6 separate regions of the Mus musculus genome follow, and all the other regions are linked to region 1. Evidence: chromatin contacts called from public ChIA-PET, HiCAR-type and HiChIP or PLAC-seq data. All regions are on one chromosome and are shown on one strand. Each heading gives the region's core, a stretch centred on a gene start, on an enhancer-like site or on the middle of the called end of the contact. The rest is flanking DNA. Distances are from core to core; before and after follow the strand shown.

Region 1 (4,302 bases), core at 990-3,489:
ATCCTCACTTGAGAAACACCCTTTAAGGAACACCCTTCCCAATGGCCTAAGATCAAATTTACTATGCAAAAATTTACATGAAGGAAGTCAAAGAAATGTATTTCTGAATGGCAAAATGATAGGCCTGAATCAGATATTTCTGAATTCCAAACTCACAACTACACCAGTTCTCCCGAATAAAAGGATAATTACAATACCTACCTCACTAGAACCTAGTTAGTATTAAATGAGATAATGCTAGTATATGCTAACATAATGTTAATCCTGTAATAACTACCTCAATCAATAACCTTCAAAAATAATTTAAAAGGTTGATTAAAAAAAGTTTAGGGGAAGGGGGAAAAAAAAGTTTAATGTCCAAACAAAACTGTCTTTACCCCCAATTAAGGGAAGAAAAAAATAGCAGAAAAATAAAATATTTGGGGCAGATAAGATGGCTCAATGGGTAAAGCACCTGCCACACAATCCTGATGACCTAAATTCAATCCTAGGAACCTATATAAATGTGGAGAGGGACAACCAAATCCACACAATTGTCCCCTGACCTCTAAAAAAGTACCAAGGCACCCATGTGGCCCCCCCACATATCCTACAAACAATAAGAGTTTTATTTTTCTTTTATAGGTACAATCTACCTATATAATTTTGAGATCACTGAAGATATATCAAAGAAATATTTGTAAGTTTTTAATAGCAGGCCAATATTGTCAATGTACTCAAAACTGAAAAATAAATATGGGAAATTCAAGATCTCTTACATGTTTTTTAAAATTTATTTATTTCTCTTGCATGTTTTTTAAATTCAGGATGGGGGAGTTGTTTGGGGTTCTGTTTTGAGAATTGCAGCCCTGGCTGTCCTGGAAATGTCTTACGTCCACTAGGATAGACTCAAACTCACATAACACCACCTGGCCCGGCATTGTTCTAGGACTCTGTTCTGGGACTAAAGGTATGCACCACCACACCTGCCAGTTCAGGATTATCAATATGCACAAACACACTACACAATAAGGTCATAATGCTGGATACAAAATTTTATAATCAAGTAATTTTAAGTACAGAAATAAAAGGAAAGCAAATTACCTTTGTACAATAAAGCATCCAAAGTTCAAAGAGCCTCTCTCTGGCTGCCATTCTGGCTTTCCACTCTGGTACTTTAATATTTCCTCAAAAAGACGGTTCAAGACCATATCATATTACTTTATTTTCCAAGTTTATCAGCCGTTACAGTAAAGCTCAAAGCAGTGGAATAAACAAAAAAAAAACAAAAAAAAAAATTCGTAGAACAAATAAGACTGTCTCAGGTCAATAAGGGTCAATTTCAGCAACTACTCCAACACTTCTTCATCAGGGGTAGCTGGTCTCGTAAATAGGTCTGTGAAATACAAAAATATCCTAAGTTTTTTTAAGCCACATTTGAAAAAAAAAAATCCAGATATCCGTCTGCCTTGATCACCCCATTCAAAGGGATAAATTTTTAATGTGATTAGATATTCCAGAAACTCCTGTTTGGCACACCACGACTAATGATCAACATAAAATACTAAAACCTTCCAGGCAGATTCACAACCAAAACTGCGGTAGATGGGAAGGAAGACGGCTCCCTACTCACGCCTTCCTTTAACCAGGAGCACAGATCAAACACAACAAATATCCGAGATTTCTCGCCAGCTTCTTAAAAGTTGCTGGGAATGTTTGCTGCGTTGCAGGGCAGGGCGTGGGGGGAGGGCCCGAGGAATTCCTGGTTTGTTTGTTTTAACCATCCACACAGCGAAAGTCATCCTGCCTACCTGGCTTCCACCTCTCCACCCAAGAAGAAAGGGGCTCACACACCGTGGCAAGGACCACCTCCCGTGGGACGACCCCAGACCCCGCCTCGCAGCAGTCCGGGGACCTTTCCATTTCCTCCCTGCGTCCCCGTTACGAACAAGAGAGACAAACGTCAGGCGTGCCAATCAACTTCAGAAGCGCGGCCCGGAGCGCTCTGGGACCCAGACCCGGGACCCACGCCAACCGGCCGCAGCCAGACCCGCCCGGGCCGGCCGCGCCCCCTCGCCCGCCGCCGCCGCCCCTCAGGCTGCAGCCCTGCGCCGCATTCCCCCGGGCCTTCCCGCCCCGCGGCAGCCTCCGCCCGACCTCGGCGTCCCCTCACCACGCTCACAGGCCCGCCGGCGCCACCCCGCCGCGGGCTAACTTGCTGCCCTCCGCCCTGCCCGCGGCGAAGCCCCGTGTCACCCCGAAGCCGGGCGGGAGGCGGAGGCGGAGGCGGGGTAGCGCCGACGCGGGGTGGGAGGAGCCAGGGGCGGAGCAGCCCCTGGGCTAATCATTCCGGCCTCTGGGGATTTACCCGGCCCTCCGGCAGCCGCTCCTCGAGGGCCGCTCAGCCCCGAAGCCCCTCCCCCGGCATGCCTGCGCAGCCGCAGTGCCCTCGCTCAGGCTCTGAAAGCGGTCGGAGCCAGCCTGGGCATTCCGGTCAGTAGTCACCCAGCTGGACGTGAGGGCCGACGTGCTGACGTCGCTCCCCGCCCCTGCTAGGTGGGGCGGACGGAACTTTCCTCGCCTGGCGGCGCCTCTGCGAATCAGCTGAGGACCGGCGACCCTAGGGCGTCTCGAAGGGATCTCGATTTGATTTCTTTGTAGAAATGGGATTGGTCCTGGGACAGAGCTCAAAAGCGAAAAAAGAAGAAAAGAAATCTTTACCTGTTCTGGCGTCGTTGCCTTTGTACTGTCACTGCCATTCTGTGTCTGTTCCAAGGAGACTGCTGTACGGAATGAGTTCCGTCTTTCAGAAAAAGAAGCAAAAGGCAGTCTTATTAGCTGCACACACTTTCTTAAGGTTGTTGTTGTTGCTATTGTTTTAAGAGAGGAGAAAAGCGTAAGATTAACCTTTTAAATCTAAACATTTAAGAAACTATTGTGAAATTTTACAAACATATAAAAAAATCAGTTTTAGAGCAGCTTAGCATCTGAGATGCCCTGTGTTTGATTCCTAACAAGCACACACAAGGAAACAAAGTAATAAAATGAACTTCTATATGTAATCACTAAGCTTCAGAAATAATCGAAGCCACCCTGAAGAAACAGGTCTGTGATCTAGCACTTAGGAGATGGAGGGAGAGAGATCAGGAGTTCAGCGCTGACATGGGCTACCTAGCAAGTCTGGGACCAACCTGTGCCGCATGAGACCTTGCCACAAAAGAAAAGAAGAAGAAAGGAAAGGGAGGGAGATGACTTGCTGTGCAAGCCAGACCTCCTGAAATGCAAGATGGAGACTGGAGGGCCAGCGAGCCCTGGCCACAAACAAGAGACCCTAGCTCACTAAATGGAAAGCAAGAACCTACTCATGAAAATTATCCTCTGGCATATACACATGCACAATAGATAAATAAATGTAAAGCTACTAATGCCATCATGGGGGTTCACTATGTGACCTTTATTTTTAAAATATACTAATGCCCCCACATGCCCTGTGTGCGTCCTTGTGCCACATATGTTTGTATACCCTCTGAGGCCAGAAGATATCTTATCCCTGGGAGCTGGAGGTCTGGGTGGGGGTGGGGGCTCCTGACATGGGTGCTGGGAACATTGTCTTGTGTGCTGCAAATGCTCTTAACCACTGAGCCATCTTCCAGCCCTTATCTATTCTCGCTTATTAGATTAATCTACAAGTTTTTCTTGTCAAGAATCACAGGATAAATAATTCCGTTTTGCAGACCATGCAGTAGCTTGGATATCAAAGGTGAAAGTAAATTTTGTGATTCTGTCACCAAAATGTAGAGTTCCCGTTATCCTTCACAACAAACATCAATGAGTAGAGGACGGGAATTAAATCATTAAGCTTCAGTAACATTATTTAAAAACCCTGTGATCTGAGGAGACAACTGATTAACAACAGCCTATTCACTTACCTTCTGATCTCCAGCCAGTTTGGCTGGAACAGAGTGGAAACAGAGGCAATCAATCATTCCAAAGTTTATACTCTTCCTTCTCTGGTCAGGTGGGCAGCCTTGTCTCTGAGATTCTCAGTGTTGGAGCTTCTTTGTCTGCTGATTCTCTCTCTCTCTCTCTCTCTCTCTCTGTGTGTGTGTGTGTGTGTGTGTGTGTGTGTGTTTGCCTCATAGTCTCAAAAGCACAAAGCCCTGTATTCCTCCCTAGGATCAACTGGGCTAAGGGTTAACACAAAACAAGCAAACCATTAGCAGTGCTGAGCTAGCTATTTACAATGTGTGCCTGAAGACTTCTTTCTGTGATATGAAGAACAAATGTGCCTTTATAAGGTTTGAAAGGCCTCTTCTCCCGTTG
Region 2 (4,302 bases), core at 1,083-3,582, 800 kb before region 1:
AGTCTTTATCAGTACTGCCTGAGGGCAAGAATCCCTGTATCATTTTGTCAAGACAGAGCCAAGAGTTAGAAACACTAAAAGTGTTATAACTACCCATGAGTGTTTAGTTTCCTGCAGTTTGGTTCTGTTTATAGCTATGAAATTAGGAGTTCCTGGGTGTGTGTGACCTAGGGCAACGTTTAATATGATGATCATTGGCATGTTTATTACCCCTGTTTACCTGTCATTGGAAAATGGCATTCTACATAACACAGTTTTTTTTGTGTCATAAGACTAACGAACATTGGTTTTTACTCACTAAGGATCTCAGGTGACTATTCCAGAAGATCTTATTGATCAGCTTAGCTTGGCAACTCATGAGAATCCTACAGCTGAATCCATCCCTCTACAGAAATGACACCACTGTTGATACAAGTCTTTTGAGTACAGCACCACCACCACAACTACCCGAATGGGTTTGGGATACAGAAAACTTTTGATGCATCCCAAACCAACCATGCAATAACTTGTACAAATGTTCTTGGAAGAAATTCCAAACTCTTTAGCATGGCCCTGTGGGCTGAGAAGTCTGACCACTGACTTCTTTCTTAGCCTCATCTGGCATCATGCCCAGCTTCCCTTCCTCCCTGTGCTCAGCCACATCAGCCCTCTGACCTTCCTTGAAAACTACAGATCCTTTGGATTGACTTTCCATTGAATTGTCTTTCCTCTCTTGACACTGCTCTTCCCACTGATTCCTATCTGTCCTTCCAATTTCAACTCAAGCGTCATTTCCACAGAACAGTCTGTATGGCTCTAGCTACACACACACACACCTCCCTGTCTGACCTGGATCCTTGGTGCCCTCTCTTGCCATCAATTCATACGATTGTTTGATTCATGTCTCTTTCACTAGTACTCAGCTAGTCTCAGCAGAGTGGGCCTGCCTGGTCTTGCTCACCACTGTTTATACAATAGCCAGCCCAGCATCTCCTGCATGGCAAGTGTCCAGTGATGCGTGAATGAACGGATGAGTGGATGAGTAAATGAGTGGATCTCCCTGCCATGGTTTTTCTTGTTTCACGTATGCTGCTAAGCTTTTCAGGGGGGTTGTAAAACTAGCGTGCAGAGTAGAAAACACATCTGGCCCAGAGCTGTTCTTAGTACTTCTTCCAGGTAAATACAACAAGGTCTTCGCTCTTCATCCTTCTTAAGAACATTTGAGTGCCTTTGAAACAGCACAATACTAAATGTTTAATAAATCCAATTTTAGGTTTGACTTCTTTTTGGAGAGAAAAGTAATGTCTCCTTCTTTCTACCACTGAAAAAAATGCATTTCCAGATGGACTTATACCACTGAGCATTCTGCTTTTGCTTCTCCTATTAAAGGCATTTCCCACCACTTAATGTTTCACTTCACTTATCCCAATTTCAAGAACAGTATGTAAGTGCATATAATAAGAAGCAGCAAAAGACTGTATGTAATTACTTACACTGCACATGACCCTCTTTAAACTTCTCATGTAGAGTCTGATAAATGTCACCCACGAAAAAGAGTCAAAGATTCCAGAATGTTTAAGGTCTAGAGGGACTAGTGAATGCTGTCAGTCATTTTCTCCCCCTTTTTACATTTGGGGTGATCTTCATATCTAGTGTCTAAAAGCCTTATAAGATAAGCCAGGATTGGTATGGCTCTGTCTTGAAAAACAAAACAATCAAAAATAAAAAGCAACAAAACAAAACAAAAACCACCAACCCTATGGCAGACTGTACATTTAAGACTTAGGACCAACCAGGTAAGAGTAAAGTCAAAATTTTCCTTTTGGAAGTCATCCACTTTTTTCTCTACTATAGAAGGATTTCCAGGGCTATTCAATTTCTATTCTTTTGACACAAATAATCTTGCCTTTCATCTTTCTCTAAAAAGAGTGAGCTACTCTCCTACTTTATACACTGTCAGGTAACTTTGAACAAGTAATTTAAAATTTTAATGGTCTGTTGAAATGTACTTTTTCATGTTAAAACACAGTATCAAAAGAAGCACTGACATCCACGCTGACCGGGCATGACGCCCTGAGCCGTGAGCTTCAGTGCCTCTGAAACTGTCTGTGCTTGTTAAAAACAAAATAAAATAAAATAAAATAAAATAAAATAAAATCATTTTCCATTTTTACTTAATTTTTCTACTTCAGATTTTTCTTAATGTTCTCTTGAAGTAGAACTCAATAAGAGCTATGGATGGCCACTCACCTGTTAAAAGTCTGATTAGGAAGCAGAAGACAAAGACACGGCAGAAGTACGGCTTCATGTCTGCCAGGAGCAGTTGCAGTCTTCTCCTCCAGTGCTCAAAAGTGTCAGTGAAGTCGTGATCTCAGTTGTTTTCAGTTTTCTGGAGAGGAAGTGGGTTTGTGGAGGTTGATGTGGTGTCACATTTATCATCCACTTCTACTTGGAGAGCTATCACAGCGCCTCCTGCATGGCAAGTACCCGGTGATGTATGAATGGATAGATGCGTAAATGAATGACTAGATGGATGAATGTGTGAATGAATACATGGATGTGTGAATAAATGGATGGATGGATGGATGGATGGATGAATGGATGAATGGATAGATGGATGCATGCATGTATGAATGAGTGAATGGATGGATGTGAGAATGGAAGGATGAATGGATGCATGTATGTATGTATGTATGTATGTATGGATGGATGGATGGATGGATGGATGGATTTCATTTTCAAAGCTATTTATGTGTCATTTGTGCTTCTAGGGACTTCATGGACCATTCATATCACTGCTGGGTGGAAAGCATTACCGTTTGTAGGGTGGATGCTTAATTCACAGATTTTTGTTGATCATGAAGGCAGGAAGAAAATGTGACCCTCTTTCTGGTTAGAAACACAAAGCCCATCATTTTCAGAAGCAATTCATTCAGATCTCTATATCAATAGCTACTGGGGACTGCAGGATCCAACACAAATTATGAATAAGGCATATTTTGACACATTTGTCAGGGCTATTTACTCCAGAGATGTAAGGCCTTTGAAATAGGACAGAAAATAAATGAAAGTTTTTAAGAAAATGACATTTTAAAACATCTGAAAGAGGAATATTCCTGGAATATGAGAAATAATATTTATATGGTGTTCATTGTAGATTATGATTTTATAAATGATAGGGTCAGGTTTAAAGTGACTTAACCCCTTTTCTCTAAGTTACAGTCATCTGTAGAAACTCGAGAGTCTGTCTGCATGTATGGTGCAAATGAAGCAAGAAAGCTAAGATGCCTGATAAAAATCTCTGTCTCTGCAGAAAGAGAAAAAAGACAGTAGCAATGGCAATAATGCAAATAATTTATTTACAGCCACCTAAATTTTATATGAAATATATCTTAATTAATTATATATAATATTATATATAATATAATATAATATAATATAATATAATATATATGTGGTATATATATTATATATATATATATATATATATATATATATATATATATATATATGATATATATAATTTAAAGGTAAAGAGGATGAGAAATGGCTCAGTGGGTAAAAGCACTTGCTGTCAAACATAAGGACCTGAGTTCAAATCCTTAACAACCTTGCAAAACCTGGGTGTGGTTGTGCATGCCTGTAACCACAGAACACCACAGGAGGGCAGACAGGAGGATCCTCAGAGCTCACTTGTCAGTCAGCCTAAGCAAAATGGTGAGTGTCAGGTTCCATGAGAGACCCTGTCTCAAGGAACAGCAGGAAGAATGATAGAGGAAGGTGCCCAGTGTCCTCTTCTGGCCTCTCAATGACTGCTCATAGACTACACACAACACATGGATACTACACACCATACCACACACACACACACACACACACACACACTTCAATGTAGAATAACAAATGGCTTACTTTGTATAGAGAATACCAAATACTATGAATATAGTTAATAGTATGCTTAAATTGTTTTAATGGACTTTTTGTGTGCATACATATTCATATTATTCTATGCATATTGTTATTTACTTTATGAATCGTGGGCCACTATTTTCCTCATCTCAGAAATAGGGAAAAATGAGGCAAAGAAAAGTAAAAGGCCTGGCCTCGCCCAAGCCCTATAGGAAGTGGCTGTGCTGGCATTTGAAGAGTCTAGTTCTCAAGTGCCCACTCTTAACTAACCAGAAAGAGTCATTCATGCCAAGGCCTGCCACTAAGATGTAGCTGAGGTCTCCTGTGACTGCCTCAGTTCTAGCCTGTCCTCAATGAGGCATGTGTAAGTGACTTACACTTTTTAGTGTGGGTCCCTTCCCCTTACTATGTACA
Region 3 (4,302 bases), core at 563-3,062, 760 kb before region 1:
CATACACACACACACACACACACAAAGTAAACTGAATGAGTGTTAACTATTTTAGTTTTTATAAAACTATAGAGTTCAAAGTTCCAGACGTGTAAGATTAAAAAATTCTAAAATAGAATAATCTCATGTACAATGGGAGTCTAATGTATGGGACAAGAACTTTAGCTACAATATATTGGAAACTAGTTATTTTCTAAAATATTTGGGAGTGTTTGCATGTATGTGTAGTACATATGCATGCACACATGTATGTGGACACAAACATGTGTGGGTGTGCATGCATGTGTGTACGCTTGCAGAGGTAGCCCAAGGTCAATGCCAGAAGTCTTTTTTGAGCATTCTCCACCTTATATATTGAAGCAGGGTCATTCACTAAACCTGGAGCCTGCTATTTCAGATAATCTGAGTAGACAGCTTGCTCCAGGGAACTCCAGCACCTGCCTCCCTTATGCTGAAATTAAAGGCAAGCTGCCACACCCACTTGGCCTTTGCAAGGGTTCTGGAGCTCTTAACTCTGATGGTTCTCAGTCTTGCATGAAAAACACTTAACTAACAGAGCCATTTCTCCAACCTAAAAGAGCCTAACATGTTAGAGGTCTCCAAAAAAGGAGCAGAGAAAAAGAGTTGGGGCATCTAAAGAAAGAAAAATTGGCTCGTGCAACTATAGAGGCTGGCAAAGTCTAAAGGTCTGCTGATAGCCAACAGAGCCCCAGGGGAGTCGCTATATGCTTCTAGTTTAGATTGAGATTAGCCTGAGGATGAGGAAATAATTGGTGGCATTATCAAGTATCTGGGCATCGTGTGGACCAGTGAACAGATAAAATTAGCTACCAAGGTCTTTCATCAATAGACTTCTGGATCTAAGCCAACAAAAGACAGATTCACGTGACCCACACAAACACCAATGAATCTATCCTTGACAAATGCTAATGGCCAAGGTGCTGGTGGAGATGAGGGTAGAGCAGGAGAAGGGACAGGCCTCCTTGCTGAACCTGTTCTTTAAGCTGAAGAAGAAGGCAGATACATGAGAGCCAGCGATGGTCGCCTCCTTTACCGTGAAACTCAAACCGTAGATCTTGACATTTACAAGTGAAATAGAGAAAAGTTAAAAGGTAACATACAGGCTCAGAGACTTTCATGTCAAGGGGGGGGGGGGAGATTCTGCAAAGGGAGAGAGGCTATTGAGAATGGCACTACAGTTCTGTGGTTTTTCTAGAAAGCAGGGGCCACAGGGTTTGGCAGTAATAAGCTACTTCCATACCCTTAATATTCACAAACACAGAAGATTGAGGAGAGGAAAAGGCCACAATAGAAACAAAGTAGGGGAAGAAACTTTCTTACCAACTGGAATTTTACAAACCACAGAATTCTCTGCTGGCAATCTTAAAGAGCCCCACAATGAAGATTAAACCTATGGTCTGGGCCCATTGGCATTCACATCAAATACCCCATAAATGCTCAAAAATGAAAATAACAGGAAGGGGGAAAAAAAAGAAAAATCTCTATAGAAGTTCCAAGTAGGGTAAAAAGATCACCAAAAAGAAATTTTGAAGCTAAGTCAGCACTTTGTAGTGGGAAGTGAAAGAGAGAAGAGGAACTGAATTTCAAAACTCAAGAGAAGCTCCATAAGTCAGAAGGTACCATTTGTGGATCTGAGTACAATTTTCTCTGGGATTTGTTTAGTGGTAGCAAATTCTCTATCTGCAGTCCATTGCTGAGGCTACATTAGTTTTCAGGCCATCATATGGACCACATAGCATAGGAAACCCAATCAGAGGCAAGAAGACTCAGCTATTGCTTGAGTGTGAGCCTATAGCTCATGCCCTCAGTGCATTAGGGAGAACACCTAGCGATACCACAAGAGCTGCACACCTGACCAGCAATATCCTGTTTTGAAAAAACTAAAGAAAAGTCAGTTAATTGCCATCATTTGAAGATCAAATCTGGTTACTACCTTCTAGGCTGAAAATCTTCTTTTTCTAATTAAGATCCTGGAAATCTTCCAAAGGGGATGTGTGCCCTCACCCAGCCCCTCCTACCCAAGAAAGCAGCTCTTTGCCTTGTGCCACAGCAGAGAGAGAGAATCACCCATGTCCGGGTGTGTAGAAATGGTACCTTGTTTCCTGACCACTCTTAGAACTGTAGCAAGAGGTAGAGAAATTGGAAGCAAAGGAGTTGGAACAGGGAGATAAAGCAAGGGAGCAATACCAAAGGGGAAAAACCCCATGCTTGCTTCTCTCTCATTTCCCCTTTCCAAACACAATCTGCAGAGGAGCTCAAACACAAGCTTTCTTTTCACTTTTCCAATAAGTATGTTTGTTACCCCTCCCACTGAAGGAAGTTTTCCAAACCCTGTTGGTTTGTCTTAACAGGTTGGAGGGATTCCCATTAGAAAAGAGACACTGGAGAGCCCTAGTTAATAACTCCTGAGCAGGAGAGCACAGGTCACATCTCTCTGGACAGGTGGCATACAATACACTCTGTGTCTTAAGCCAATGCCAGTTCTGAAAAGGACAAGATGGAGTAACTGGTGTTTGTCAAGCAAAGCTAAGAGATGAGAAGGGATGGGGACCTCTGCCAACAGGATGAGCCGCTCTAGGCGACAAAGATAAGGTCACCCAGGCATTTAAAGGGTTAAGTCAAGATGAGCAAAAAGAAAAGGAATAAGCTGAGACCCGGGGTAAGTGAGACAGAGATGGCCCACCACACAGTTCGTGACTCCAGATCTCATGCATCATGGTATCCAGTATTTTAGATTTGCTATTTTTGTTTTAAAATTATGTGCATGTGTAAGTGTGGATGCCACTAGAGGTCAGAAGAGGGTGTTAGACCCCTTGTAGCTGGAGTTGTGGGTGGTTGTGAGTCATCAGATCTAGGTTTCTGAACATGGGTCTTCTACAAGAACAGTACATGCTCTCGACCACTAAGGCATTCCCTTATCCCAGAGTGTTTTAGATAACATGTCACCCATATAAGTTATACTCTGGTGCCCCTTCTTACCAGACCATTCTCATCTTAAGGAACTCACTTCCTCTCCAAAGATAGAGACCTTTGACCACATGACTCAAGAATGCTATAACAGAAGACAGTTGTATCCTCAGCTAAGTTGGGTGCCCTGATCATGCCTATGGTCCATCCATGTCCTTGATGATGCAGAACTTTAGGGTTACTTGACTCCAAAGAATGCACCTGCCCATTCAGGTTGTTCCTGCAGGATCTTCAAGTTCCCAGGATTTCCTGAATCCCAGCCTTCAGTATCTGTAGGGTTTTCTAAAGTTTCCTTCTATCCCAGTGTTTACAACATGGATCCCCACATCCCTCTTCAACTACATCCTGTCTATAAAGTTCAACGAGCTGTGACAGTACTGTGCCACACCACTTTAACAGACTCCAAAACTTCTCCATGTTTTGAGTTCACAGTGCAATAAGATGAGATCACTGGCTCCTCTAAAGTTCACCAAGTTGAAATTCTAAATGGAATGCCTCTGTGGGAAATTCTTGAAACATGGGAGAAGAAAGCAAAGTAAATTTCTCATCCTGGTTTTATTTCAAAGACCACAGAGGCAAGAAATGCTCCATGCACACAGCAACTTGCTCTTGTCTAGTGCTTTGCCCATCGTGCCCAAGCATGGATGCACTTAGAGTATGGAAAGCTCTTCTCAGGCAGTATGTGGGGTCCTGATGCAACTGATCTGTTGTGCTGTCCCTGCATTAATGAATAACTCAGCTTAGAAATCACTGCTAGTTCCCTCCATAGTGCCTTTAAGAGACAATTTTTACAATCAACATTCTATGCTGGTCTCTTGTCTGTCACATATCTCTTCACAATTGTCTTAGAATGACTCTGTGACTCATTTCACAAGTCAAAAAAAGCCCGATTCCATTTTTAGTAGATGTGAGTAACTATAATTTTTATCTCTCCGTGTTTGGAAAGTGTGTGGCCTTTATAATGCATTTTCTGGTGAGTGTTCTCAATCGACTCTCACTGCAACCCCAAGCCAAAGTCAGATGTTAACCTTCTCGTTTTAAAGACAAAGAAGGTGAGGCCTAAAAGAAGGGACACGGAGACAAAAATGGAAGAGCCAGGTCTGCCATTCCTATCTTCTAGGCACCACCCAGTGCCAGCCACAGCAAGTTCTCAGGTTGTACTATGAGCTACCATTATTTCCTTTTCATCATGCTTTTCAGTGCGAAATGCACTAGGTTTGAGCTAAGGCCTGGGACTCTGCATTTCCGACCTGCTATTAGTGATAGCAATGCTTCTCTGGTCCATAACACTGGGAGTCAAGTCATTACAGATTC
Region 4 (4,302 bases), core at 675-3,174, 690 kb before region 1:
TCCTGCTCTGTTTCTGCATTTAAGTTTTCAGGAAGAGGGACCTCAGTGTTGATTTTAATGGGACCATCTTACCCTGGTATTTAAGGGTATCACAATGTCCTCTTAAGATGCAGTATTGGCCTTTTACCTAATTATTCTCTCCCCACAACTCTGTCCGTGATTCTTTGATTCCAAATCTTATCAACATACATCAACCTTCCAGGAAATAGAATCATCCCTCAAGATCAGCATAAGAAACAGTGATAACACTTATCCACAGAGCACTCCACACACATTTGCTAATAATTATAACTTCATAATTACTGGCATGGTCATGAGACACCAAAGAAGGAGAGAGAGAGAGAGAGAGAGAGAGAGAGAGAGAGGCAATGAAAGAGAAATTGAAGAGAGAGAGAGAGAGAGAGAGAGAGAGAGGCAATGAAAGAGAAATTGAGGAAAAATGCTGATCCAATTCTCACCACAACTTGCTATCTTGAACCCACCAATTTTAATCTGGAAAGTCTTACATCATGCTATAATAAATATGAGGTTTGTGGGAACTAGTAATGCAGAATCTTTGGCACATGAGAAATCAATCATAATTGTCTAGGATGGAAAAACTTTGAAACAAACCACCAAGGATTTAGGCACTACTGAAACGAAAATGCTCCCCATCCAGACCCATTCCAGTTCCAAAAATAAACTGCAGTTTCTTTCTTATTACCCATGAGTCTTAATTTGTTCTATTTATACTATGGAGCCGTTTTTTGAAATCCTGAGAGATTTTCTTTATGACAAAGCTTGGGGAGGTAGTAGGAATTCACATTAAATACATGCTGTAATTTTCTTTTTCATTTTATTTGATTTTCAAATTACAGTTTATGTGTATAACAATGTTTTTGCCTACATGTATATATGCAAAGCACATGTGTGCCTAGTGCTCTCGGATGGAGAGGGTCTCAGATCCCCTGGGACTGGACAGCTGTGAGTCAACATGTGGGTGCTAGTGACAGAACACAGGTCTCCTGCAGGAACAGCAAGTGCTTGCTCTTAATCACTGAGCCATATCTCCAGCCTCCGTTCATAATTTTATGTATGGTTGAAAATGAATGAATGAATTAATGAATCAATGAATGAATGAAACAATCTCAATAATTCCATACATACCCATCAGGGTCCCTATTTATATCAAATTCCAACCAAGTATAGTGTTAAACAGGGAAGATATTAACATGACTTTAACAGCCATTTCTAAACAGCAGTGGCTGTTTGCATTGTATTCTCCCTCCTTAATATCACCCTATATGGAAACTTAACCTGAAAAAGAAATCACCTTCTAAGAAATGACATAAAGCAGCCTACAGTATACGGATGACTCAAGGCAATAAAGAAAAGACAAACTAAGCCGGGCGTGGTGGTGCATGCCTTTAATCCCAGCACTCGGGAAGCAGAGACAGGTGGATTTCTGAGTTCGAGGCCAGCCTGGTCTACAAAGTGAGTTCCAGGACAGCCAGGGCTATACAGAGAAACCCTGTCTCAAAACAAAACAAAACAAACAAACAAAGACAACCTGTTTCTTCTTGCTGGTTGGTTTTATCCATCTGCACATACCCAGGCAGTCTATAAAGACATTTTTCAGTGGGTTTCTTTCCATGATCTTCACAAAATTCCTTTCCCTGCTTTGAGGACAGGTGACCTGCTTTCCTATTAAGAATATCAGATGTTGCTCATAATGGAATCCCTGACTATGAAGTCCTTTGGGAGTAAGAGATGTGGGCATGGCTAATAGGTGTGACCTCATACAGCTGGGAAATGACTCTTATTCTCACCGGGGTCATTAGGTTCAAATGGTAATGACTGGCTGCACCATCACCTTCTCCTTGTCGTATTGCTGAGTGAGCCTCCAGGAAATGAGGTCTCTCCACCAACATTAACCCCAAAACCAGTAAGAGGAGCAGCAAGCGTTTCAGGCTTTATTCACACCCTTCTCAGCTCTGTGGCAGTAACAGTTGTGGCTTGTAAAGAGGTCAGATGTCACATTTCTGCCTCTGGCTCCAGCAGACCACAAAGACATACCTTATGAGGTCACTAAGTTTGTACTTCTTTACCTGGAACTAGTTACAAAGTATTTTGGAGGCCCGTGCCTTCTGTTGGGGAAGGAAAAAAAGAAAGAAGGAGAGAGAGAGAGAGAGAGAGAGAGAGAGAGAGAGAGAGAGAGAGAGAGTGAGAGAGAGAGAGAACAGAGAAGCTAATGTAAAACTCAATTGTAGTCCACACTGTATCTCTCCAGCACTGAATTGTGCCCAGCACATCAGAGTTCAGTCGGTGGATGGATGGTGAGCTGGCTTGTACCTGCTCAGAAGAGCCAGTTACTGGCATGTCTTATCCATGCCACCCACATTCAGTGACACCTTAGTGGTATTTGTAATTAGTCAATGATAGTAGGTATACCACAGACTGAGCAAGTGCTCTGAATGTCCGTTCTCTCTCGGAGAGTAAGAGAGAACATATCATCGCTAGACTTCATCAATACATTGAAATGTATGACGTGCCTATTACATTCCAGGTTTTTTTTTAACACGTGCCCTCTCAAATACACATCATGACATTGGTAGAAATAATAATAAGCATGAGTGAGTGTGAAAAAGCTGTAATGTCTGTCACGCCTATGATTACCGGGTTCGATTCTGACATATGACAAGGTTCCACGTGATTCATTCATTTATAAGGGGCATAGCTAAGGTTTGAATCAAAGCCAGCAAAAGTGAAACCTCTGTGCTGTCTCCTCTACAGCATCACACAACACACACACACGCACGCACGCACGCACGCACGCACGCACGCACCACTACCACCACCAGCAGCAGCAACAAAGGCTCCACTAATACAATTTTTATGAATGCAAAATGAAATTCTAAAGGTCTCATCAGCTTAGCTGCTGGAAGGAGATCCCCAACCCTTGCACCTTATGCCAGTGGTCCCTTCTCTTGAGGATTAAATTTCCTTTGGTGCCTGGGTACGCCCACAATCTACACTTTAACTGAGGTAGGAAGTCCAGAGAGGGTCCAACATCGTTCCTAGTTCCTGCTGCTCCTCACTCCCACACTCTTACCATATGAAGAGTAAGTAGACCAGAGGACTTAAGGTCCTAGGATGCACCCATGGCTGTATCCAGCCACCGACTTCATTCCAGAGGATGGTGGGTTAAGTGGATTGTTTTATCAATATTGGGCTATGAACACAGTGCTAACATGCTGATTTGAATGCATCTCACTCACTACATCAGACCCGGGATGAATATATGGATGACAACAACTACAAATATGTTGTCAACAGAACAACAGTTCTCTAGCATCTGCAACCTCTGAAAATGTTGTTTTGTGGCAGAAGATAGACATTGCAGACAAGATTGGGATAGAGGCATTAAACACAGAGGATGTGTCTGGATGTCTGGATGAGCTCAATAGGCCCAGTCTAATCACAAGAGCCCTTCAGAGTATCAATATTTCTTCAAGTGGAAGCAAAAGAGAAATGGAAGCGAAGAAAAAGGTCAGAGAGACCTGATGCAAGAGGACGTGACCCGCTGCTGCTGACTTTAAAGACAAGAAAAGGAGCACATGATCTAGAGAATCAAAGACTAAACCTAACTATTCCTACACTCTGGCAGAGAGACAGACAAAACAGGAACTTCATTCCCACAACTCCCTGTAATTGGATTTCCCCCCACCCCAGCATTTGAATGCCATTAAAAGTAGATTTACTCAGAGAGCCCCTAGAAAGGAATATGGTGGTCAGCTATGCCACACCTTGATTTGGGATTGTGAAACTTAAAACCAGAGACCCAGCTGGACCCTGTCCAACCAGATCTGTGACCTACATGACTGTGAGATCAGGAGGCAGGCATTGTTTAAAGCTGCTAAATGCCATGCAACAGATGTCTGAGGGAGTTCACCACAGCCCTAGTGCTCCCCTCACACGCACATGCCCACACACAGGCCTAACCTGTCCTCCTGCCTCAGTTTTAGCCCTGAGGGAAGCAGGAGTGGAGGCAGGTGCTTTGCCTTGTACATTATCTTCATCGTCGTTTAGGGTCCCTGCAGCAAGCATAATGTGATGATGTCACAGCCAGGAGCACAGTGTTTACTCCCTAGAAAGTTCAAAAGGGACATGGTTAAGAAAATGTGTTATTTCAGGTCACACATGCTTTTGGGCATGACCAGAACAAAGGCTCATTCATGCTTTCTGCAAACTCTGGGTCAGACTTGCATTTGTGTAAGATCACAGTGTAGCACAGTGACAACTTTTGTGACAGTCATCGAAAGT
Region 5 (4,302 bases), core at 1,027-3,526, 670 kb before region 1:
CAGTTCCCAGTAACCACATGGTGGCTCATGACCATCTGTAATGGGATCCGAGGCCTGAAGACAGCAACCCTGTACTCACATACATAAAATAAATAACTTTAAAACAAACAAACAAACAAACCTGTATTCTTTATCTTCATCCTTTCTTTTGCTATTAAGTCAGCATCAAATATACACAAATATTTCTCATTAAAAAAAAAATCAAAGGATTCTTCTACGCTGTCATCTAAAAAAGCTGATTTTCCTGGTCCTGGTTGCTTATTAGTCAACTCTGATCACCAAACCTAGACTTTCACTTTCTATCTAGACTTCATAATTGCCACATTGCTCTTATAAAAAGTATCTCCTACCAGATACTTTTGTGCAGTCCTTGACATTGTCAATTGTGACCTCTGATCATCTATTATTACATACTGAGCATTTATCATTAATTTTTTATTATGGACCTTTAAGGATGCAGATAAATAGTGATAAGGGCAGATAATAGTGATAAGGGTATGGACAGGAGGAAGGGAGGCCAACGCAGGTACACTCATGGACACTATGAGTAACTCAGCTTAGTCCCGTGACAACAGCTCGGTGGTGGCAGAAACCCACGTCAGCTGACTTAACCAAGTCTCATCTGTCATGACCTTTCCCAGCATTCCACCTGCCTCAAGCAACAGCAAGCCTGCTAGGGAAAACCTCTGATAGAAAACTGCAGATGCTTCCAGTGGGGTGCCATTGGTATCTATGATAACGGGATCTGTCAGGGACATTGGCAGATTCTGCTCCACAGACAAGGTTTTTTCCCCCTATGGAAATTTCAGAGGTGAATAATAAAAAGCAAGCATTATAATTGCAGACAGGGACAACACTATGAAGACAATACAGCCGTGGAGTATGGTTGCACTTGGCTGTGTTTGTGGGTTGAGCTGTGCCCCTCTCCCATTTATTGAGGTTCTAGTGTCCAAATCCTCCTTATAGAGGTAACCGGGTTAAAATGAACACATGGGCGTGAACCTTACTCCAGTGAGCCATAGCCTGATAGAGGAGGGGCTTTGGACAGAGGCACCCATAGAGGAATCCAACAGGATAAAAGGAGATGCCTGCCAACACGCAAGCCTGAGGACAGCCTGTAACAATCTCTAGCTCACAGAGGGAAACAAACCTTTGTCTCAGGTTTCTCTCCACCAGGAGATACTTAGTGTCTATTGTTTAAGCCACCTAGTGGGAGATACCTTATTAACAAAGGCTCTAGCAACTTAAACACTCTCTGCCAATTTGACCCCGTGGCTAGGGAAATCCCCTCTTTGGAGGCAGCTCTTAAGGTGAGGCCTCGTTGAAAAACAGTTCCGGTCCTGTGTAGGTCTGGGGCAGACCACTTTACATGGAGGAATAGCAGAGACAGTGCCATGGGAAGAATTTGGTATACTCAAAAAAATAGCAAGAGGGTCACTCCAGCTGGGTTTGGGGAGTGGGAGGGGGATGAGTTCAGGCTGAGGCTTGAGAGTCTGGCAGGAATGCTAAGCTGTGCTATGCCGTAGAAGCAAGCTAGGACTTAAGCAGAGCAGAGCAATGGTAGGGGTCGTCATGCTTTGTAAGTACTCTCCTCAGTGGCCAGTAAGTGTCCAGGTAAGGGGTAGGGGTCAGGATCAGAGGCAGAGGACCAGTGAAGAGACTACTTCCATTGTCCAGGGCAGAGACGTTAGGTTAACAGGTCAGAGGGACATCGAGGGTTCCAATGGAAAGAGAAAGAGGAGAGAACAAATTCAGGTATCATTAGGAATTGATAAGACTTGCTGAGGAGAGGAGATAGGAAGTCATCAGAGACAGCTGTTTGCTTAAGACACAGCTGGCAGGTGGTTAGTCACAGGGGGTGGGGAAGCCTGGAGCAAGACAAGGTTAAAGTCACAAAAGGAGACTTGCTTTTTTCTTTTTCCTTCCAGACTTCTTGCTAAACTGTTTCCTGTCTCCCTTCTCTCTATCCACAGGCATGTTGTCCTTTCATGATGCCTTTCTTACTGCTCGCCGCTCTCTCCGCTTGCTCCGTGTGTAATTTCATACATTCCCGGGACTCCACTTAGTACCACCTACAAGCCAATCACTGTGATCTATGGACACTTAACCCAAATCCTCTACAGAGTTCCAGAACCTCGTCCTCAACTGTCTTGTAGATTCCACACCTGGAAATTCAAGCTAAGAGTCCATTCTAGCCACACCCACCCTCGGGGCAACTTATTGCTGGAGCTCTGCTTCGAGGCTTCTCCATTCTTACTTCCTCATAGTTCTGCTCCATACTTCCCCCACACCCCTTGATTGTTTAGTAATGGCTATAAGAGAGGCCCCTGAGCACGGACTTAAAAGGGAACAGTGGATGGAGGATTGCAAACGGTGTTGATAGCGTAACCAAACGAGCCGGTCTCATCTTTGAGACATTATTCTTAGATTATGTGAAACATTGTGAGCTTATCTGAAGGGATTAATGGTTGGGTTGTTTCTTAATGGAAACACGTGTTCTAAAGGAAAGCAGAGCGTGTGGGAGGGGAACCCCTAAACACCAGGAGCTCCATATTTGCATACTACTGCTGCCCTTTGCTTGCCCTTTGTTTCTGGCTATCTCAGAGTGACAACTTTCCTCTTAAGTCACATGGCTGTAGAGTTAATATTGTCCTTGCACAGCTCACACAGCTGCTTCATTATAGTGGGCAGAAGGAGCTGATTATCATCAATAATGTTGGGGAAGAAATGGATGAATTTAGATAGAATACCTAATGAATATGACATAATAATCAAGAATCAGGTCAAGGGTTTAGTATTTGGATTCTATTAATATTACTCACTATGGTAACACAGCAAAAAAGGCACACAATTGAGAAAGATACCTAAAGCCATTCGAAAAAAAAAAAAAAACCAACATTGACTTTAGACCCTCTCATATTAAAAAGGCATGCAAAAAAAGGTTCACACATATCAGCTTTACTTTCCTTAATTTCTGCCTTGCTCAGCTAGTTATGTTTTCTGCATGTTCCTCATATACACGCTTATAACAAGAGAGGCTTCAAAAGCCCATGCTTTCAAACGTGATCTTTCCCCATTTTTAATAAAGGCTACAAAAATGCTTTTCAGCGATAACAAGCATGAAGGAACGGGGTCTGAAAAAGCTTCATTGTCTGAGGCCATTTAAAAGGCTTGTACTTGTTGCAGTATTTTCATTTGGTGAATATTACTAGTCATGGCCTTAATTTATTAATGTACAGTCTGGAATCAGAAATGCAATCTCCAATAATAACTGCGTGAAAGACCTTTCACTCTGGGGGCAGCGGCAAGCTCGGCAAGCCAGAGGCAAGCCAGAGGCAGTGACACAAAATGAATTCTGATCTATCTTTTTCTAAAGGAAATTGACAGCAGACATTCCTATCTCTTTCTAGCAACTCAAGCTGACTATAATTGGAACACAAAGGCCAGTCATTCAGCTCTCCCACCCCTGGCCTTTCCCGCAGCTTCCACACCACAGAATGAATGCTGGCAGCCCTGAATCATATTCAAGTCACTGGGAATGCTTTGCAGTCAGCAGAGCTTATATTTATGTCTACTTTCTTCATTGCAAGAGTGATTTGCTTGTGTTCCATGCTGGAAAGTCACAGGGCATTATTATTGAAAGGCCTCTGAGCAACCCTGTCTAGACCAGTGGCTTTCAGCCCTGACTGAACATTAGAATAACTATGGGCCTTTTTAAAGAGCTAATGATACCCGGGCTACACCCTCCAAGAGTCTAATTTAGTTGGTTTGGTAAGTGGCCTTGGCTTTCCTAGTTTTGAAAAGCACCCCCAAGTGATTCTAACATACAAATAGCCCCAGTTAGAAACTACCACTCTTTAGAGTAACCTTTTCATTAAATGAGCAAAAGCAGACTAGCCAAGAGGTGAGTGCAAATCTCAATGACTCCCAGGGAGTTCTCCTGCTAAGAAAGCTTTTCCAAGTCCTGTCAGTAAAGCAAAAGATGAGTTGTGGCCACTACTCAATGTTGCAGCCAAACATAGGGGCATCCTACTCTGGGAGAAAATAATTACTATTTTACTTACTAACATTAATTTAAAAATCAGACATATTTAAATCCATGAAGATTTAGATGTTAGCGTGCAGAAAATCAACATGATATGGTCCAAATACATTTTGCATGAAAAGATAAAAATTATCTCTGTTCATTGAAGATGTGTCCAGGGGCTATATGACTTTACTGCCCTCTGGAACATTAGTCAGTTTTATTTTTAAATTAGTAGATGTATCTCAGTATTCATTCTCTCTCCCTGCTTTTCCCTC
Region 6 (4,302 bases), core at 473-2,972, 570 kb before region 1:
ACCAGGGAGTTTCCTTGTGTGAGATGGTGGACATGAAGAGAGAAATGAAAAGCATACAAAAGGCTTCACATCCTTTTCCATGGGTCACACATCTTTGCATTTGCAATTATCTTCCTTTCCTTTTAACTTCTTTCTCTTCAGCTTCCTACCTCTACCCCATCCTACTTTTTCAATGGCTGCTTGGCATCAAATCCTAAGACGTAGTAGGAAAATGTATTGGTATCTATGAAGCAAAACCTATCTTAAGGTAAATAAAACTAACGACCTGCACACATGTGAACTTGCCAACTTCTCTTTTAGCTAACCCCTGTAAAGATTCTAAACAGTGAAACATACAAAGCTTTGAGTCCAACCCAAAAAGTTTCCAAAGAAAATACATGAGTTTATAACAAATGGCTGTCCACAGAGGGCATCAGAAAAGCATTCTGTGTAAAATCACTAATGTTGCATGACTTTCAACAAGGGTAAGGCTTTACTATCTAGTAAATTAAGGTGTCTTAAGTATTCCTTTAAAAGAAAGTTAAGATCCCTTAAACATGATATACAGAAACCTTTAAACATAAATTTTAAAGATTCTTTAGCTGTAAATATGTGTTGCCAAATACTGGAGACCTGCATCCTCTGGAGAAATTATTGAACATTCTCTTCAATAGATGGCCTCCTTCCAATGGTCTCTTCATTTGGAATGGAGTTTATGACAATAAATAGCTCTTACTCATGAGAACCAAAGGTTGTTTAGGGTAAGAACTTTCTAATTGATAAATATATAGCCTCCTTGCCATTGCTATTGGGAACTTGAAGGATTTTAACCTAAATAAACATATTTCAACCAACAGTAAAAGGAAACTTACTGGTGTCTATACCAGCTTTTGTGCTTACTTCAGGATTCTTCTTGGCACTCGCTGAATTCAGGTAGACATACTACTTACATGAACACCATGTTTACTGCTCAAGCCTGAACTAAGACCTCCACAATGTCTATTTCATTTTATCTCACAATGAAATTGAGGTGATGCTCATTTAGGGTCCCGTTTTACAGAGATTTAGGTAGTAAATCCTGCTCCAAACGCCACTAGGGAGAATTGAGATATGAGCCCAGGCAATCTAATCCAAGACCTCTAGAATTTACCTACTCTCTTACTTATCACAGTTTTATAGGATGTAAAAAGTAGAATCCTGACTGGGCGGTGGTGTCACATGCCTTTAATCCTTGTACTCAGGAGGCAGAGGCAGTTAAATCTCTGAATTCGAGGACAGCCTGGTCTACAAAGTGAGTTCCAGGACAGCCAGGGCTATACAGAGAAACCCTATCTCAAAACAAAACAATAAATAAAATTCTGAATATAAAAGTTCTTGGGACTAGTTGTTAAATAAAATGTTACTTCTTCCCAAAGAACTTGTGTTAAAGTTCTATTTGCTGTATTATGAGAATTAGCTAGTTTCTAAATAGTAGCTTGTCAAATTAGCACAAAACTCTAAATGCATTCAAGTTTCACAGGTCACTACAGTTTTAAAATAAACCATGCTGGTCATGAGAACACAAATGAAAACAGGGGGAAAAATGGTATCAAAATTGCTTACCTGTTACTTGAACTGAGAAGAAGTTGAGAGCCAAGAACAGCAGCCTGAGTGTCATTGTTCTGATGAGGGCCAGGGCTGCAGCCCCTCCTCTGTGAGCAAGGCAGAGTGTGGTGTGAACTGAAGTCACATCTGCCAAGGTCTATGACTCTCTGCCATCCAGGGCCACTTTACAGGGCACATGATCAAGGGACTCAAACCACAAGGCTTCGTGACTTTCACACAGGATATTACATTGTTTTTGATGACTTGACTTTTACTTCTTTTAGCAACCAGTCCTTTTTTTCTTTTTTCTTTTTTGGGAGGCGGGGGGGGGGGGTACTGAAGAGAGTGTCAGCCACCACCAGATAATGTGCTCAGGAGAGTCATGCTGATGAGCATCGGAGCTGTGAAATGTGGGCGCTTAGGGCCCAGCAACAACAAAAGCAGACAAACAAGGCATTCTAAAGAAGAGAGAAAAACCTCTCTCAGAAGACAAACTCTTACAGACGAATCCAAAATACAAGGCTGTGTGGGAAGCTGAGAGATTTCTATGCACGTGTTTAAATTCTGCATAAACGTTATGAGATTGAAGTTTGAAATAATCTTAAGGCGATCCTATGGAGTGTATGTATAACTCACTTCTACCAATTTTGAAAACCGCTTCCAAGTACACACTTGGCAAGCACCCAGGCATCTGAGCAGCTGCAGAAATTTCCAGAGCAAAGAGGAAGTCATAAAAACACCATATTTTCTTAGGGAAACAGGAGGTAAACGAAACACCCTTGCTACCTCATGTTCCCTATGTCCCTCAAAGAAACATTTCAAACAGCAGACCATTGGAAGATTCACCACAGAGACACCCGGGGCCTTTGTAACCAGCTCTCCACACCTCTCCCCAACTCCTGGGCCTTCTGTAGACAGGGCTAGCCCACCAGCATGGCCAGCTCCACATTCCTCTTCTAGAGCCATCCTGGATCCCCCTGGTCAGCATCTGTACTCAACAGCTTCCCTGATAGTCTGACTCTTATAGAAGCTATAATCATCGGAGTTTGTGGTTATATGTATCTCATACACATTAGCTTTCTCAAAACTTTCTTGGTGATTTTTTTTCTTTCTTTTCTGATAATCTGAGCTTTGTGAAACCAGCCTCATTTGTGATTTTGTGTATATTTAAAAGAATGATTTATATTTTTTATTCTGAATACAAAAGTGAGCTATATTGCATACGTAAAAAAATTTAGAAAAAAATATAAGCATAAAGTCAAGGTTTACCTATATTCTTACCGAATTATAAAAATACTTAATATTTGAGCCATTACTTTCCATGTTGTTTTGTTTATAGTTTTCAATAGATATGTTATCAATTGTTAATTTCTAAGGCATCCATATATGATATAAATATTTTTATTACATTTTAGCTGGTATATAAAACTTAAATATTAAACGTATCAGTCAAATACCATATGATGTTTTATAGGCATATATACATATTTTATTTTTCGAGACAGGGTTTCTTTGTGTAGTCCTGGCTGTCCTGGAACTCGCTCTGTAGATCAGGCTGGCCTCAAACTTGTAATCCTCTTGACACAACCTCTTAAATGCTAGTATTATAGATGTGGACCATAATACCCGATTCTACTCTCTGATTCTAGGCAATGAATGTTTTTTTGTTTTGTTTTGGTTTGTTTGTTTGTTTTTTTATCTTCAATTGGATGAAATTATGTGATACTTGTCTTTGTGTAGCTGACTTCTCTCTCAATGGCAGTATACAGAATAGAAAAAGATTTTCACAAAATTCACATCTGACAGAGGGCTAACATCCAAAATATTTAAAGAACTCAAGAAACTAGACATCAGCAAACTAAATAATTTAACTTTAAAATGGGATACAGGTCTAAGCAGAGAATTCTCAACAGAGGAATTTCAAATGGGTGAGAAACACTTAGAAATGGTCAGTGTCCTTAGCCATCCAGGAAATGCAAATCAAAACAACTTTTGAGATTCTGTGCTATGCCAGTCAGAATGGCTAAGATCAAAACCACAAGTGACAGCTCATGCAGGCCAGGATGCTTAACAAGGGAAACACTCTTTCATTGCTGGTGGGAGTGCAAACATGTATAACCACTTTGGAAATCAATATAGCAGTTTCTCAGAAAAGTGGGAATCTATCTACCTCAAGACTCAGCCTTACCACTCCTGAACATATATAACTAAAGGACACTCCAATCTACCATACTCATCTGTTAAAAAGATGACATCACGAAATTTGAAGGCAAATGAGAGGAACTAGAAAAAAATCATCCTGTGTGAGGTAACCCACAACCAGAAAGAATGTTTAAATGCTAAAAAACCATGTTGCATGGTATGTACTCAGTTATAAGTGGATATTAACTGTAAAGTAAAAGATAATCATGCTACAATCCACAGACCATAAGTAACAAGGAATGCTTAATGGAAAGAAGGAACAACACAGAATATTCCTGGAAAGTGGAAGTAGAATATATTTCCTAGGTGAGGATGAAAACAGGAGGGGTTGGATGGTGGAGGGCGGATGGAATGAGAAAATACTGGGAGAGACGACTAGGATCGGGGAGGGGCATTTGGGGAATGAGTTAGAAACCTAGTGAAATGGAAACTCCATGGGATCTACAAGGGTGACCCTAGTGAAGACTCTTAGTAATGGGAGACACAGAAGCTGCAGCCATCCTCTGCAACGAGGCAGGGCCTCAAGTGGAAAGACTG

The links. ChIA-PET counts read pairs in DNA pulled down with a chosen protein or histone mark. HiCAR-type assays count read pairs that join an accessible place to other places. HiChIP or PLAC-seq counts read pairs in DNA pulled down with a chosen protein or histone mark.
Region 2: an RNA polymerase II ChIA-PET map of memory CD8 T cells shows a contact between it and region 1, with 6 times the contacts expected there. The contact joins the promoter of Icos here to the promoter of Nbeal1 in region 1. A contact is called at or near these places in 3 of 39 promoter capture datasets (cranial neural crest, liver and pre-B cells), 4 of 115 datasets of contacts at active chromatin or transcription factors (large pre-B cells, memory CD8 T cells, neural tube and 1 more) and 2 of 9 other capture datasets (adipose tissue and pancreatic islet).
Region 3: a HiCAR-type map of Th17 cells shows a contact between it and region 1, with 8 times the contacts expected there. The contact joins the enhancer-like site here to the promoter of Nbeal1 in region 1. A contact is called at or near these places in 11 of 39 promoter capture datasets (the 3T3-L1 cell line, 3T3-L1-derived adipocytes, the C10 cell line and 7 more) and 10 of 115 datasets of contacts at active chromatin or transcription factors (Th17 cells, astrocytes, bone marrow-derived macrophages and 7 more).
Region 4: a contact with region 1 is called in an RNA polymerase II ChIA-PET map of effector CD8 T cells, with 10 times the contacts expected there. The contact joins the enhancer-like site here to the promoter of Nbeal1 in region 1. A contact is called at or near these places in 14 of 39 promoter capture datasets (the 3T3-L1 cell line, 3T3-L1-derived adipocytes, the C10 cell line and 10 more), 3 of 484 Hi-C or Micro-C datasets (Th1 cells, pre-B cells and regulatory T cells), 17 of 115 datasets of contacts at active chromatin or transcription factors (the 230-238 cell line, T-cell acute lymphoblastic leukemia, Th17 cells and 13 more) and 1 of 9 other capture datasets (liver).
Region 5: a contact with region 1 is called in an H3K27ac HiChIP or PLAC-seq map of embryonic stem cells, with 2.8 times the contacts expected there. The contact joins the enhancer-like site here to the promoter of Nbeal1 in region 1. A contact is called at or near these places in 16 of 39 promoter capture datasets (the 3T3-L1 cell line, 3T3-L1-derived adipocytes, the C10 cell line and 10 more), 4 of 484 Hi-C or Micro-C datasets (the 63-12 cell line, Th1 cells, embryonic stem cells and 1 more), 18 of 115 datasets of contacts at active chromatin or transcription factors (the 230-238 cell line, Th17 cells, astrocytes and 13 more) and 2 of 9 other capture datasets (embryonic stem cells and liver).
Region 6: an RNA polymerase II ChIA-PET map of memory CD8 T cells shows a contact between it and region 1, with 166 read pairs. The contact joins the promoter of Cd28 here to the promoter of Nbeal1 in region 1. A contact is called at or near these places in 4 of 115 datasets of contacts at active chromatin or transcription factors (double positive thymocytes, effector CD8 T cells, large pre-B cells and 1 more).

The regions. Positions count from the first base shown.
Region 1 is chr1:60,178,536-60,182,837 of GRCm38.p6, reverse strand. Nbeal1 (neurobeachin like 1) reads right to left here and starts at 2,239. Exons shown (of 55, transcript NM_173444.2): 1 at 2,153-2,239; 2 at 1,084-1,375. The coding sequence starts at 1,134.
Region 2 is chr1:60,975,944-60,980,245 of GRCm38.p6, reverse strand. Icos (inducible T cell co-stimulator) reads right to left here and starts at 2,332. Exons shown (of 5, transcript NM_017480.2): 1 at 2,230-2,332. The coding sequence starts at 2,287.
Region 3 is chr1:60,938,736-60,943,037 of GRCm38.p6, reverse strand. The region is part of intron 9 of Gm34649 (a long non-coding RNA gene); the gene reads right to left. Among named protein-coding and RNA genes, the nearest start is that of Gm34649, 20 kb to the right of the region's middle. Within about 2 kb of position 1,812, at least 58 of the 459 cell types and tissues checked have an H3K27ac peak or open chromatin away from gene starts, as enhancers often do. A contact at or near this core is called in Th17 cells and bone marrow-derived macrophages, where this site is marked.
Region 4 is chr1:60,873,068-60,877,369 of GRCm38.p6, reverse strand. All of the region lies in intron 2 of Gm38137 (a long non-coding RNA gene), which reads right to left. Among named protein-coding and RNA genes, the nearest start is that of Gm38137, 11 kb to the right of the region's middle. Within about 2 kb of position 1,924, at least 17 of the 459 cell types and tissues checked have an H3K27ac peak or open chromatin away from gene starts, as enhancers often do. A contact at or near this core is called in Th1 cells, Th17 cells, effector CD8 T cells and 2 more, where this site is marked.
Region 5 is chr1:60,850,520-60,854,821 of GRCm38.p6, reverse strand. No RefSeq gene overlaps it. Among named protein-coding and RNA genes, the nearest start is that of Gm38137, 11 kb to the left of the region's middle. Within about 2 kb of position 2,276, at least 123 of the 459 cell types and tissues checked have an H3K27ac peak or open chromatin away from gene starts, as enhancers often do. A contact at or near this core is called in Th1 cells, Th17 cells, embryonic stem cells and 3 more, where this site is marked.
Region 6 is chr1:60,743,808-60,748,109 of GRCm38.p6, reverse strand. Cd28 (CD28 antigen) reads right to left here and starts at 1,722. Exons shown (of 4, transcript NM_007642.4): 1 at 1,582-1,722. The coding sequence starts at 1,636.